Regions from separate parts of the Sus scrofa genome. Here all the other regions are linked to region 2. A link is a contact called in public Hi-C data. All regions are on one chromosome and are shown on one strand. Each heading gives the region's core, a stretch centred on a gene start, on an enhancer-like site or on the middle of the called end of the contact. The rest is flanking DNA. Distances are from core to core; before and after follow the strand shown. Region 1 overlaps MLLT10 (protein AF-10). Region 2 has its middle 21 kb from the start of SKIDA1. Region 3 overlaps NEBL (nebulette).

The links. A called contact is a pair of places that touch in the nucleus more often than the background predicts.
Region 1: a Hi-C map of epiblast stem cells shows a contact between it and region 2, with 2.0 times the contacts expected there. The contact joins two enhancer-like sites. A contact is called at or near these places in 2 of 5 promoter capture datasets (fetal liver and liver), 26 of 47 Hi-C or Micro-C datasets (alveolar macrophages, blood, brain and 14 more) and 2 of 2 datasets of contacts at active chromatin or transcription factors (alveolar macrophages and skeletal muscle).
Region 3: a contact with region 2 is called in a Hi-C map of omental adipose tissue, with 1.6 times the contacts expected there. The contact joins two enhancer-like sites. A contact is called at or near these places in 13 of 47 Hi-C or Micro-C datasets (brain, embryonic fibroblasts, epiblast stem cells and 9 more) and 1 of 2 datasets of contacts at active chromatin or transcription factors (skeletal muscle).

Annotation. Positions count from the first base shown.
Region 1 is chr10:53,067,981-53,072,542 of Sscrofa11.1, forward strand. MLLT10 (protein AF-10) reads right to left here. Exons shown (of 19, transcript XM_021064945.1): 19 at 4,076-4,562. Among named protein-coding and RNA genes, the nearest start is that of DNAJC1, 210 kb to the left of the region's middle. Within about 2 kb of position 1,946, at least 19 of the 83 cell types and tissues checked have an H3K27ac peak or open chromatin away from gene starts, as enhancers often do. A contact at or near this core is called in epiblast stem cells, fetal liver and undifferentiated spermatogonia, where this site is marked.
Region 2 is chr10:53,349,053-53,353,292 of Sscrofa11.1, forward strand. No RefSeq gene overlaps it. Among named protein-coding and RNA genes, the nearest start is that of SKIDA1, 21 kb to the left of the region's middle. Within about 2 kb of position 2,684, at least 52 of the 83 cell types and tissues checked have an H3K27ac peak or open chromatin away from gene starts, as enhancers often do. A contact at or near this core is called in epiblast stem cells, fetal liver, liver and 2 more, where this site is marked.
Region 3 is chr10:53,679,002-53,683,146 of Sscrofa11.1, forward strand. All of the region lies in intron 2 of NEBL (nebulette), which reads left to right. Among named protein-coding and RNA genes, the nearest start is that of C10H10orf113, 33 kb to the left of the region's middle. Within about 2 kb of position 2,635, at least 5 of the 83 cell types and tissues checked have an H3K27ac peak or open chromatin away from gene starts, as enhancers often do. A contact at or near this core is called in liver and omental adipose tissue, where this site is marked.

The DNA of each region.
Region 1 (4,562 bases), core at 696-3,195, 280 kb before region 2:
AGAAACTTGTCCGAGCAAAGCTCAACCGCAGGGACCCACAGAGCAGCAGCCCAGCTGCCCCTCATGGCGGGTGATGAGGCTGCCCAGCACCTCAGGTGAGTAAGAAAAGCGACCAAAGCCTACGGCGTCGCACCAGGACGCTGCCCAGTAAGACAAATGACACGTTTAAGAAATGAAAAGGTGGAGTTCCTGTTGTGGCTCAGTGGTTAACGAATCCGATTAGGAGCCATGAGGTTGCGGGTTCAATCCGTGCCTCGCTCAGTGGGTTAAGGATCTGGCGTTGCCCTGAGCTGTGAGGTTGGATCCCGCGTTGTGTGGCTCTGGCGTAGGCGGGCAGCTGCAGCTCCGATTAGACCCCTGGCCTGGGAACTTCCATATGCCTCGGGTTCAGCCCTAGCAAAGACCAAAAAAAGGAAAAAAGAAGAAAAAAAAGGTGCACGGCCAGGTAGTGTTCTGCGTGAGTACACAACTAGGTGAGAGTGAAAACTGAGGAAGCCTGTCCTTCTGGAGGAAGGCTAGTCCTCAGCCTTGGGAGAGACAAGACTTTCCAGAATCAGATAATTATTTTCCCATCAAAAAGGAAGTCACCTCAGGAACCTAAATTTCGCTCTTTAAGAAAGTTAAAAGCCTAGACCAGTGTTCCTTGTTTATACAGTGCTTAATTACTGAGGAGCCAGTTACACAGCTCAGCATGTTCTGGTTCAATTAAGTCTGGGCTAAAGGCTGACCACTTGCAAGGCCCACAAGTGATCCTGATGCAGGCTGAGACCCAGTGCCACCTGGCAGACTTGGCTTTCTCTGTCCCTGAGAGGCCTCTGGTTAAAGTTAACTATAAACAACCAGAATTTCACCTTTCCCAAGGATGAATACGGCCTCACCGAGTGCTGTAATTCTCACCTGGAATTTATCTTCCTTTTATCTCCACTGAGATTGTTTGCCTGCTGTCTGTGCTGCGGCAGTTTGCAGGGCCTGCTCTGTCATGGGGATGACCCTTGGAGTCGCACACAAAGGGGTTTGTTTGCTCCACACGATGTGCAGTCTACTCCCGCGCAAGTTTAAGTAACTCCAAGATGGAACCACACTGATGCCAACGCACAAGGCGCCCAGGGGCCCTGGAACGAACTGACACAAGGCACCATTGGCCTCAGGGGCTTCCTCTTCTCCAACCAGAAGGGGGGGGCCTGGAGAGTGACGTCACCAAGCCAGTGGCCCCCACTTAGGAGAGGACGCCCCTAAGAAAATCCTAGACTACGAGGGTGAGGCTGAAGCCCGGCCTGCACCGCAGAGACCAAGACAGGCCTTAGGAGGCGGTAAGAGGAGCGCTCCACCTGCCCCCGCCGGGCCGCACAGCACCAGGCGGGGGGCTGCGTTTCCCCCGCAGTGGGAAAGAGCCCAGGGTCCCAAGTGGACCTTGAGCCCACCCCAGCACTGCTTCATGGGAACCCCTACTCCAGGGCCCTCACCACCCCCCGCCGCCAGGGTTCTTAGGGGAACGTGCGGGCGGGCCCTCGACCCCCGGGACCGTGGGGGAGGCGGGGAGGGGCTTCCAGCCACCAGCGCTGGGAAATCTGGGCCGACCGAGCTCCTACCTGCAGAGGCCGGGCGGCAGCCCCGCCAGCAGCTTTGCGCATCCGCAGCGACAAGGCGGCGGCACGTCGGAGCCGGAGCCGGAGCCGGAGCCGGAGCCGGAGCCGGAGCTCGGCTTCCCGCGGCTCAGGCCGGGAGCCCATCCCGGGCCCCGCCCACCGGAGCGCGGCCGGGCCCCGCGGGAGGCGCCTGGGAAGCCAGGCCTCACTCACAGCCCCGCCCACGGCTGAGTGTAGCCCGGGCCCACCTGGGCAGAACCGGCCCGCGCGCCTGGAAAGCTGCACAGGCCGGCAAGGCTGGAGCCGAGTTGGGCAGGCAGAGCTGATCATCCGCCGAGCACATCCAGTGGCCCTGTTCAGCCAAGGACCTTAAGGCGCCAGTGGGCCTGAGCCCAGACCACGACGAAGAGCCTTACCTGTCCTGAGCCAGTCCTCCCACTCCTCCCGGGCAGGGGAACTCATTTGCCGCCTCCCCCACTACTGAATACAGCTGCCTGCCCTCAGCCGCAGGGAGCCTTGCCCAGGGCACATGGGAAGCTGTGTAGCCCGTCCCTGAGCCCTGCCTGCGGTGGCACTTAACTAAGGGAGCACAGCCTGTGCCGCCGAGTCAGCAGAGCGCCACCAGGGGCCCCTGTCTGATCAGGGAATTCAGTGCACAGTCTGGCCTAACTAGGGCCCCCCAACAACGAGCTTACAAACCCTGGGTCCCATACTGCCGCTAAGGACCACGGAGGAAAACTAGGTGAGAGCCCAGGTGTAGTACCCAGTCCTGCCTGTCTAATAAATAAACCTGACCAGAAAGCCCAGGCGACAGCAAACCTCACACAGACAGGGAAACAAGCCGGCGGTCCCAGCCGGTGCTCTCAGCAGCACCACCACCCCTCCCCCACCCCTCCGGGCTTACACCCAAAGAGACCCTGATACAGGGGTCATGGTGTAGGTCACAGCTCTGGCTCACATTCGATCCCTGGCCCCAGAACTTCCAAAAAAAGAAAAATAAATCTGTAATTACACAAAAGAACATGATAGAAAAATCAAAGCATACCAAAGCATACTTGTACCCCAAGACATCAATACAGAGTGAAAGACAGCAGGATAAGGAACAAGGAACAGTGGGTCTACAAAACAGCCAGAAAACAATGAACACAATAGCAACAGCAAGTCCATACCTATCAGTAATTACTTTAAACATAAATAAATTCTCCCATCAAAATTAAAAGAATGGCTGAATGGATTCAAAAAACAAACATAATCCAGCAATACCACTGCCTACAAGAGACTTATGTTTACCTATAAGACATAATTAACTGAGAGTGATGGAAACTGTTCAAGCATCAGTAACCAGAAAGCACGGAGAGGCAGCTATACTTATATATCCGACAAAATACACTTTAAACTGGAAATCATAAAAAGAGGTAAAGAAGGTCATTAGATAATGATAAGGGGTCAATCCATAAAGATACAACAACAAACTGAAAAAGACAATCTACAGAATGAGACAAAACATTTGCAAATTATATATCTGATAAGGGATAAACATCCAAAATACATAAAGAACTCATACAACTAAATAGAAAAAAACAAATAATCCAATTTAAAAATGGGCAGAGGACCTCAACATTTTTCCAAAGAAGATTATACAAATGGCCAACAGCTACATGAAAATTCATTTGAAAAGTTGCTCGACATCACTAATCAGCAGGGAAATGCAAATCAAAACCACAATGAGGTCTCTCACCTCATGCCTGTCAGAATGGCTATTATCAAACTACCATCCAATCCAGCAATCTCACTTCTAGGAACATATACAAAGAGAACAAAAACACTTACGTCAAAGAGGTATCTATCCTCCTGTGTGTCACAGCAGCATTATTCACAATAGCCAAGATATGGAAACAACCTACATGTCCATGAATGGACGAAGTTGTTGTGGTATACATGTATATAGTATGTGTGTCTGTGTATATACATGACACATATATACATGTGATGTATGATGGAATATTATTCAGCTATCAAAAGGGAAAGCCTGCTATTGTGACAACATGGATGGACCGTGAAGGTCCTTAAGTCAGATGGAGAAAGACAAGTACTGCATAACTTCATTTGTGGAATCAATTTCAAAAAAGAAAAAGTAAGAAAACTCTAACAGAAAAGAGGCAAGGGGTGAGGGAGACAAAATGGATGAAGGTGATCAGAAGGTACAAATTTCCAATTATAAATTAAGTACTGGGGCTGGAATGTACAATTTGATGACTACAGTTAATCTGCTGTACATGGTACAAAGGAAAGTTAAGAGAGTAAATTCTAAGACTTCTTTTCTCATCTCTAGAAAAAACCTTTCTTGTCTGAGATGATGGATACTAACTTATTGTGGCAATCAGTTCACAATATATGCAAGTCAAATTATTAGGCTCTACACTTTAAACTTACACAGTGCTGTATGTCAACTGTAGATTAATAAAACCGGAAGAAAGAATGGCACAGAGTTATAAACATTATTAAATTTTATTAACAAAAACTTTGTACATTTTCTTTAATACATGTGGAATTTTACATCTAAGTAAAATAACAACACATTCAAAATTTACCATTTATACAAATTGTTACAGAATAACAACCAGCGGGTTAAATAAGTAAAATAAACCACACCGATTTTTTTTAATTATCTACAAAACATCTGATTTTCTTTAAAATTCCCCTGAACATATAAAAATAAATTAATTTTACTTTTCAATTAAATCTACCAATTAGAAATATTACAAATCAAAATATCAATGTTATCTTATGAATTTTTCACAATACAAAACAGATTCACAAAACCTTATTTACAGAAATGAGGTAAGAACTGTGCAATGTTTAACCAAGAGACATATTGCAGAATTAACATGTTCTTCCAGCTAAGTACACAGTGGAGGTCTAATTACAGCTGGGTCTTTTCCACTAATAATTCACACATTTAAGAATAGTTCAATG
Region 2 (4,240 bases), core at 1,434-3,933:
ACGCAAGCGCCAGCTTTTCCCAGGAAACCAACCCGGCACGGCTGCCTCCCTCAATGGAACTCCTCGCAGGAGCCGGGGTCCGCACTGGGAGCTTTCAGGGAACACGGGATGAAGGCTCATAGACTCCACGTGAAGTTGATCATTAATTTGGGCAGCTCTGAGCCAGTAACAAACTTAACGCGTCTGGCTTTGGGAATGTCCCGGAGCTGCGACCCAGGCGTGGATGACCCAGGACTGCGGATGGGAAATTCGAGTCTCGGAGGCTCCCGGACGTGTCTGAGGGGTTGGGCAGCGCCCCCCCCCCCCAGGGGCAAAGGTTGGCTCTTCCTCGTCCCCAAATAAATTCTTGGTTAACTAGTGTAGACTAAACACATTAGTGTTATTAAATGGGGTAAAACAGACGGGGTTGAAAGCGGGGGCATGCCAACTGGACCCACACCCGGTCATACTTCTCTTCCGGTGACAAGTCAGGGTGCTTCCAACACGAAAATAGAAATGTAACATTCAACTGGACGAATTAATTTTTGACGGATTTACGGTATGATTTTCTTTCAAGCGGTATTCATTGGTTCTTTCCATCCATAGTGTGGTCCAAAGACAGAAATATAAACAAGCACTTTCTGCTTTGCGGAAACCCCTTAACAGTATCTCCCAAAGAAAGATCAAGACACTTTGTGAATTCTCCCCAGATAATGCCTCATATTCCGAATGACTGATCAGAGAACTCTGGTATTGTTAAATAAAATGAGAGGAAGGCGAGTGACGTGGGAGTCGAACAATGGCATTTCTGAATCAGTTTGCTTGATTGACGTTTGGGAGCTTCATGACCCCAGGGAATAGGACTCATTACGGTGAATACACCAAAACATCAACCAAGATTAGAACTCTAGATCCTGTTTTAATCCCATTTCAGTCTAAATTATAGTGGGAAATTATAAAATCCAAGAGGAGAGAATTATTCCATCATATATTGACCTAAAGTTTTAATTGCTCCAAGGGGGGGAATAAAAGTGGAAAGCCAATATTCTTTCCATCACTTTAGGACTCGCACTGACAATTAAGTAAAGGGTAAGAATTTGGAAGGGTAGGTACTAAGAATATTTATGTGGTATAAAACAGTTTATATTTATTTGGGGAGACAGGCTGGAGAAATGTATAGGGAGCTTTTGTGCGTGTGTAAGAGAAAATATATAATCCTCCTCTACTGGATAAAAAGTGAGGATCATCAGTGAATTGATGCTAAGAAATGATTAAATGCCTTAAAGCTGGGGTCTAAATTTCCATTATTATTTAGAAGACTTCTCTGTTTCTCAGGAGGGGATTTTTTTTTTTAATGTCAAAATTGTTAAATGTGAATTTAATCCAGGAAATCGGTGAGAGCTGATGTTCAAGTTGGAAAAACAGAATGTGTTTGAGCAAAATCTCTTCTCAACCACAGAAAAGTGTGAAATAGAGTGGGCCCTGTGTTAGGTGGGAGTATAGTCCATTGCAACTTCACATTACAAAAAATGTTGATTCTTCAATGGACCTTATCCTCAAATCTCAAAAACTTGAAAGATTGGAAGTCTTAAGTATTATATATTAAATTTAACTGATAGAATACAGAAAGACAAAACTGTGGTTAAAGATGTTATTATGCTGTATTCTAATTTTCAGCATCTAATTACAGCAAAGGGAAATGTAACAGGAGTACATAAAAGTAGACCAAATATGTTATAAATTATGGAATAGAAAGGATTGTTGCACAATACAGGTTCACAATCTTATATTTTGAGGGGCAGATTTTAAAGAGAAGCCTCTCTGTTGCATGGGAACTGGGAATCATGAGAATTATTTATGCAAGGAACAAAAATTAATTATTAGGAATTCAGTAATCACCAAATAAACTCTGAGCTTTGAGGTTAAAAATAGAAGACTATCTTCATGTTCAATTATACAGTATCAATTACTAATACAACTGATGTTTCAGCATCTCCATGAGACCAGATACCATCTTCTATGGAGATATCTTGGTATTAATTAATGACTGCTTTATTCTCATTATTCACAAGGAAAAATAGGGGTCGTGTCACATTAAAATTAAGATTATCTTAGTTTATCTGGGCTCTTAAACAAAGATCATTCAAAGTAATTATATTTTGAATTAACAAAGGTAGGCAATTTATCTCGGGTTTTTTTTTTTTTTTGGTTCAAAGACAAAAAATAAAGATAAAAAATCAGCAAAATTTCATTTTGAAGATAGAAAGAACCAAACAAACATGTCTTGACTTTTGCAATATTTCCCTTGCTAAAGGGGGAATGAGGGAACTATAAAAGACGTGACTTTGCAAAGTCAAGTCCTTTTTAAAAGACTCAGATCGAAATTCTTGCTATGCAACAAGGATTCAGGTTTGATTAATTTTCTGCAAGCGACGTGACAGCGGTGTTTTAAAAGATTAATTAAAATTGAAGTGATACGGAGCAGGAATTCAACCTGCAGAGGCGTCCCAGGCGCCTTGGGGGGGCTTTGCAAGCGAGTCCCAAGCCCAAACTATGGGCTTTCCCGAGCCTGGGACGCAGCTCCCTGTCTCCTGGAGAGGAACGCGGAATTTGGCAAGGCGCCCGCCTGGCCGCCTGGCATCCCGAGCTGGCCGCCAGCTCTCGGGGGTGGAGACGGGGTGTGTCCCGGGGAACCCGCTGCCTTGAGAACTGCTGGCGCAGCTTTCGATCAGCCAGTGAGGTCCAGGGCCACTCCGAGAGGCCTGAGGAGACTCCAGGCAGCCTCGAGCTGACGGCCCCAGGCTGCGTCCAATTTCCGGGGGGAGGGGACACCGATTTTGTACCTGGGCTCACGTGGAGCCCCCTCCAGGGTCGTGAGCGTGGGAGGCGCGTGGATAGCGCTCTGCGAAGACGCATCCCCAGAGCTGAGGACGTGGAGGGCTCGGTCGTTGGGCTGCGGCTGCCGGGCCAGGGAACCGGCCTGCTGGGCTGTCCTGCCTCTTGGGCTCGGACTCGGGATTCCGGGAGGCCCTTCGCTGCTCTGCCGCCCAGCCACGTCCCCCTACCTTTTCGCTCACTTTCCCGCCCGGCTTCTCCCCTCCCCCCGCATCCCTGTGCCCTCGCTCCCCTCCGCGACGCTTCGCCCGAGTAAGGAATCAGCGGCGTGCAATTGTAACTACTCAAGGAGACACAATCGCGGGAGCTCTCGGGGTCGCGCGCGGCGGAGAGGCGATGCGGGTGGCGCCCCAGAGGGTGGGTGGGGGAAGCAGGGGGCGTTTGTTTGCAATTCGCCTCCCCTCGGCGCGAAGTACGGTGTCCCCTTCTCTCCACCTGGGGGCAGGGGTCCGGACCGTGAGGCCGAGCCGCGCGGGGCCCTCTCTTGGCTGCGTCGGCGGGATAGGTTCTGTGCCCGTGGGTCCCCGGCTGCGCGGTGGGGGCGCCGCCGGGCGGCCTCCCGGCTGGGTCAAGCCTCCGCCCAGCGGCGACGCGGGGAAACCCCTGCCCCTGCGGCGGGTCCTAGGGGACACATCCTGAAAGGATCCCTGGGGGTTCTCCGCGCTGCGGAGGCGACACGGTTTCTCCCACCCCTCCCGTCTGCCTCTCCCACCCTCGTCCCGGAGACCTCGGAGTGGCGAGAAGTGGGAGGGGAGGCGGGTAAACAGAAGGCGAAGGCCTGGGAGCCGGAGCTGGGGGAATCAGGGTCGGAAAGGAGGCACTGAGACGCGGAGAAGAGGCTGTGGGGCCAGGCGGGCTCGGCTTAAGAGGGCGGGGTGGGGGGCGAGGCGAGAGTCCCTTCCCTTCCCATCCGAGTGGCGCAAGGGCCCCTCTTCCCCGGGGAACCCCCACCCAGCAGCTTCCAACCTCGAGAACAAAGGGTCTGGGAAGCACGGTCGGGGTCGGGGAGCAGAGGTGGAGGGAGGCAGGAAGGCAGGCGGTGGGGGCAGGGGAGGGTGCCTCGCCACATTTCCTCTCGCGGCCGAATGACGGAAAGCTCCCTACAGCAAACGCCTCACCGAGGCCGCTTCAAAATCCGGAGGGCTCGGGTTCCTTACCTAACGGCTGCACTCGCTCCCTTCCTCCCCCAGCGTCCCCACCCCCTCCGGGGACTGCGGCCCGGGAGCTGCAAGGCCGGCGGCGCACCGCGACGCGGACGGAACAGCGGGGCAGCAGCGCCTCCTGCAGGTGCCGTGCGCCTCCGCAGCCGCCGCGCCGCACCGGCTCTTAAGGTGGAACCGGCCTCGTTTCCCACCCGCGCGTTCGG
Region 3 (4,145 bases), core at 1,385-3,884, 330 kb after region 2:
TTAGTTTCTGACACATTAAGGTGTCCTAGCCTCATCTGATAGTTTCCCTGTCCATCCTTGGAATCAACTGTTTCTCCAAGGATCCCTGGTTCCTTTTAGGGAAGAATGGTATTTAGAAACCAAACATTAGAGTATTATGTACGCTTATTGCTCTTGGGGTGCTGTTGCTTCCAATTCCTCTTGGTTGTCAGGGCTAGGAATATATATATTTATATGTGAGTTAAAGATCATTAATTTCTGTATCTATCAATTCACACCAATATCTTCATTTCCAATGTTCTCCTTCTCCATATTTGTAACATCTTTCTCTGGTGTGAGAAGCCTGGATCCTGTCATCTTCTGTGTGTTTACTTAGTTAACATCCCTCCCCATATGCAGTAAGTCGCATATCACTGCTGCCGGCTGCCCCCTCCCTCACCTCCACCGAGGGAGGCACTGCCATCCTGTAGCAGGGCAATGCAGCTCTCCCCTGCCTTTAATGGTGGCCACATTGATTTTTAGGCTAGCTTAGGAAACAAATGGAAAGATTTCTTATCATTTGGTAGCATAACCCATGACTGCAGTTTTGCTGGGGTTGGTAGATGTGACAGTAAACTAATACTGGATCAAATTGTAAAGTAGCACAGACTAGAATGTTACTGTCTGGGCGAGCATCCTTTGTTGGAGAAGCCCTGCTGGGAGGTCGCATACTCGTGCCACTGAAGTTGCTATTGCTCAGGCAGGTTTAGAACACCTTCTGGGACTGCCTTTTTTTTTTTGGCTGCATCCGTGGCATATGGAAGTTCCCAGGCCAGGCATCAAATTAGAGCTGAAGCTGTGACCGAAACCACAGCTGTGTCAAAGAAGTCTATTTTATCATTATTCAAATCCTTAACCCACTGTGCTACAGTGGGAACTTGGGACTGCTTTTATAACTACTTTATAGGCCAGCCCAGAAACCCAGCCTTGTTAATCTCCTATTGTAGTTCTACTTTAAAACAATCAGAGCTGCTTAAACGTCATTGGGAAAATTATATTATTTTGATGACAACTGTTTATTTATATGCTTGTCTTCTTCCTTCTAGACTACGAGTCCCTTAAAAGTTGAAACTAACTTCATATTGCATAGTGCCCAATGCAGTATTTGTTGAATAGTTCAGTGAATGAATCTTATTTTTGATTCAGTTTTCTCCAGCTTAAGTACTAGATTTAGTTCCAAATGTCTCAAGTTCTTTCCAAAAATGAAATCCAACCTCAAAGTATGAACATTTACCACAGTTGTGAAGAATCAAAAGTATATGTTTCAGACCATGAAGGCAATATCGAAAGAGGAATTTTCACAGAGTTTTGATCAGTCTCAAGAATATATAAATAGTGTTTTAAAGCACCCATTTAGAAGGATGACATTCTTTTATTGTACATATGAGTGATGGTATTTGTTAAAAGATTAGCATCATTCTTTTATAGTCAGTCATATTTTATATGCATCATAAACTAAATGCTGATAGTAAGAGCACAGCCACCAGAAGTATCTCCTTGTGTTTTATCCTTCATTGGTGATGATTTATGATCTGAGCCACCTGCAACATCATATCATACCATTCTCATCACTAAAGAAAGTAATACATGTTGTTCAAGGCAATAATATAATAATTATTGATATAAAATACCCACATTCAGCTCCTCCCCTGAGGATTCTATTTTGTCATTGTTCAAGACTTCTGTCACATCCCCTATTATACAGAAAAGGAAAGATGAATGTAGAACAGAGGCAGAGCCTCCCCGAGGGGTTCAGAGAACAAAAAAATGATCACGTATCTCAGTGTATATTGCTTCTCCAAATGTTTGTATGACTGAAATCTTTAAAAAATTAACAACTTTGGCAATCTCTCTCTCTCTCTTTTTTTGTCTTTTTTAGGGCTACACCTGTGGCATATGGAGGTTCCAAGGTTAGGGGTCCAATCAGAACTGCAGCCACCAGCCTACACCACAGCCACAGTAACTGCAGGATCCTTAGCCCCCTGAGCAAGGCCAGGGATCACACCTGCATCTTCATGGATGCTAGTCAGGTTCACCAACTGCTGAGCAATGGCGGGAACTCCCAACATTGGCAATCTTGAAGGAAGAAAAAAAAGTTGAACAAATGGATGAATGTGCAGCTCAATGTGTATGTTCATGTGTTTGGGTGCGTGGGAAGTGGGTGAATGAAGAAGGTACCATAGACCTTCTTGAGGGGGTAGCTGCCCCACTTCAATCCTTAGATTTGGGGTAGCAGTTGATAGGCTTCTCTGTGTGTTTGCATCAGGAGCTCTTTTAGAGCTCCTGTTGTGTCACCCCACAAATTCTAACTCTGCCTGTCCCCGAGCAAGGAATTAACCCCCATGAACCTTCCTTTCCTGTTTCTAAATAGAATCACGCAGGTTCTTCATGCGTGATTTCATTTCTTAATGAAAGCCTTCACTGAATAAATCACATAAATGAAGGTCCATCAGAGTGGTGTTTTCCTTGCATTTTATATTGTATTAAAAAAAAAACCAAAACAGCCAAACTGCAAGATGGTACTGCTTCCTTTCCACCAACTCATTTTCTTTCCCAGTCCCAGCCCACGCGTCTCTTCACATGGCTGGTGCCCAGGATACTGTCTCAGATAGTCTTGCTCTATGGGACACACTGGCCAGAGTTCACGGGGAAGCTTTCATTCACAGAGGTAGGCTGAGAGAAGCACCTTGAAGGAAAGGTGGGATTTCTAGGCAGAAAAGCAAGAGAAGGTTCTAAGAGAAGGGCATTTACTCTAGAAGTTACCGTGTAGATTTGGGAGTGATAGGAATCAGACATTCTGATGTTTCTATTAAGGCTGTCAGGGCTTAATAAAGTTCCTCATGGAGCCAGAGCCACACAGGCTTATTATGGTTGGATCAAATGATACACCCATCCCCTGGATCAGGGAGCAAACTGGAATCAACAGTGCCACCAAGTGGCACCAGGCTAATCGGCAAGTGGGAACTCTAAGCAGCTTCTTCCAGTGCATTCTCCAGGTGTCTGTCTCTGTCTTTTTCTTTCCCTAAAAATAAGATCAAGTATATTTTCCTTGGCTGGATATAGAGAGAATGATCTGGAGATGAACCTTCCTCTGGCATGTTGCAAAGTATAGATAGACGATTTTTCTGTATTAAGCCATGGAAACTCTTGAAGGCCTGCCCAACTGAGCATGTCCTGGATGGAGATACCTTTGCATATGTGTATATAGGTCATTTATAAAAACAGAAGCGTGGGGCTGTGTGTGTTGGGATTTGAGAAATACGTCCAGGTCCGTTGACCAGGAATGAAGGTCCAGGATGATCAGTGTTACAGGCAATTCGAAACAGCATAGGCAATAAAAACAACTGTATTCAGGAAGGGAAACATTTACTATGCTCTGTGATCTTTTCTTTTTTTTATTTAGAGGATTTGCTTTTCTGATTGTGAAAGTGTTCATTGTAATTCGGAAGACTTGTTATTTTTTAAAAATCAATACATTTTAGTTGCTGTTAAACACTTTGTAACACACCATGTTAAGATTTTTCAGGCTATGCAGAAACCTACTTCATCCTTGCCCATTCTTCTATCATTAAGACAAGAATATATTTCTGCTTACGCTGCTGTGTTCATTTTTAGGTCTACTTTTAGATGCAAAATGTGAGATAAGCTTCCAGCCTTCATTGCTGCTTTTCCCATTACTTGTCTTTTTTTCCCCACCCATGGAACACATTTTCTATATCTGCCCTCCTTTCCACTCCTGGTTTCCAGAATGGTAACTAGGTTGATAGCCAGTGTTCTAGAGTCAGTCTCTCAGTGTCTCCAGCATGACCTTGACTCTGCAGTATTCATTTTACTTGGTATTTTGCCTGTGTGTAGTATTGTTTTCCGAAGAGCTAAAGCACTTTCTTGGGGTCATGAATGGTGTTGGGGAGCCCATAGAGTGGGCTGCTAAAAGGTTTGTCAGTCCTCTTGTGTCTAAGAGGCAAAATCCCAGAGGAGACAGATTTCTTCCCACCTTCTGGGTGTATGGGTGGGAGGGATTCATGAATCAGATGGAAGTGGGCACAGAAGACAAAGGAGGTGAATGGAACCAGCAGAACATCAGCTGAATTCTAACTACGAACATGACAGTGGTTTTATTTTTATTA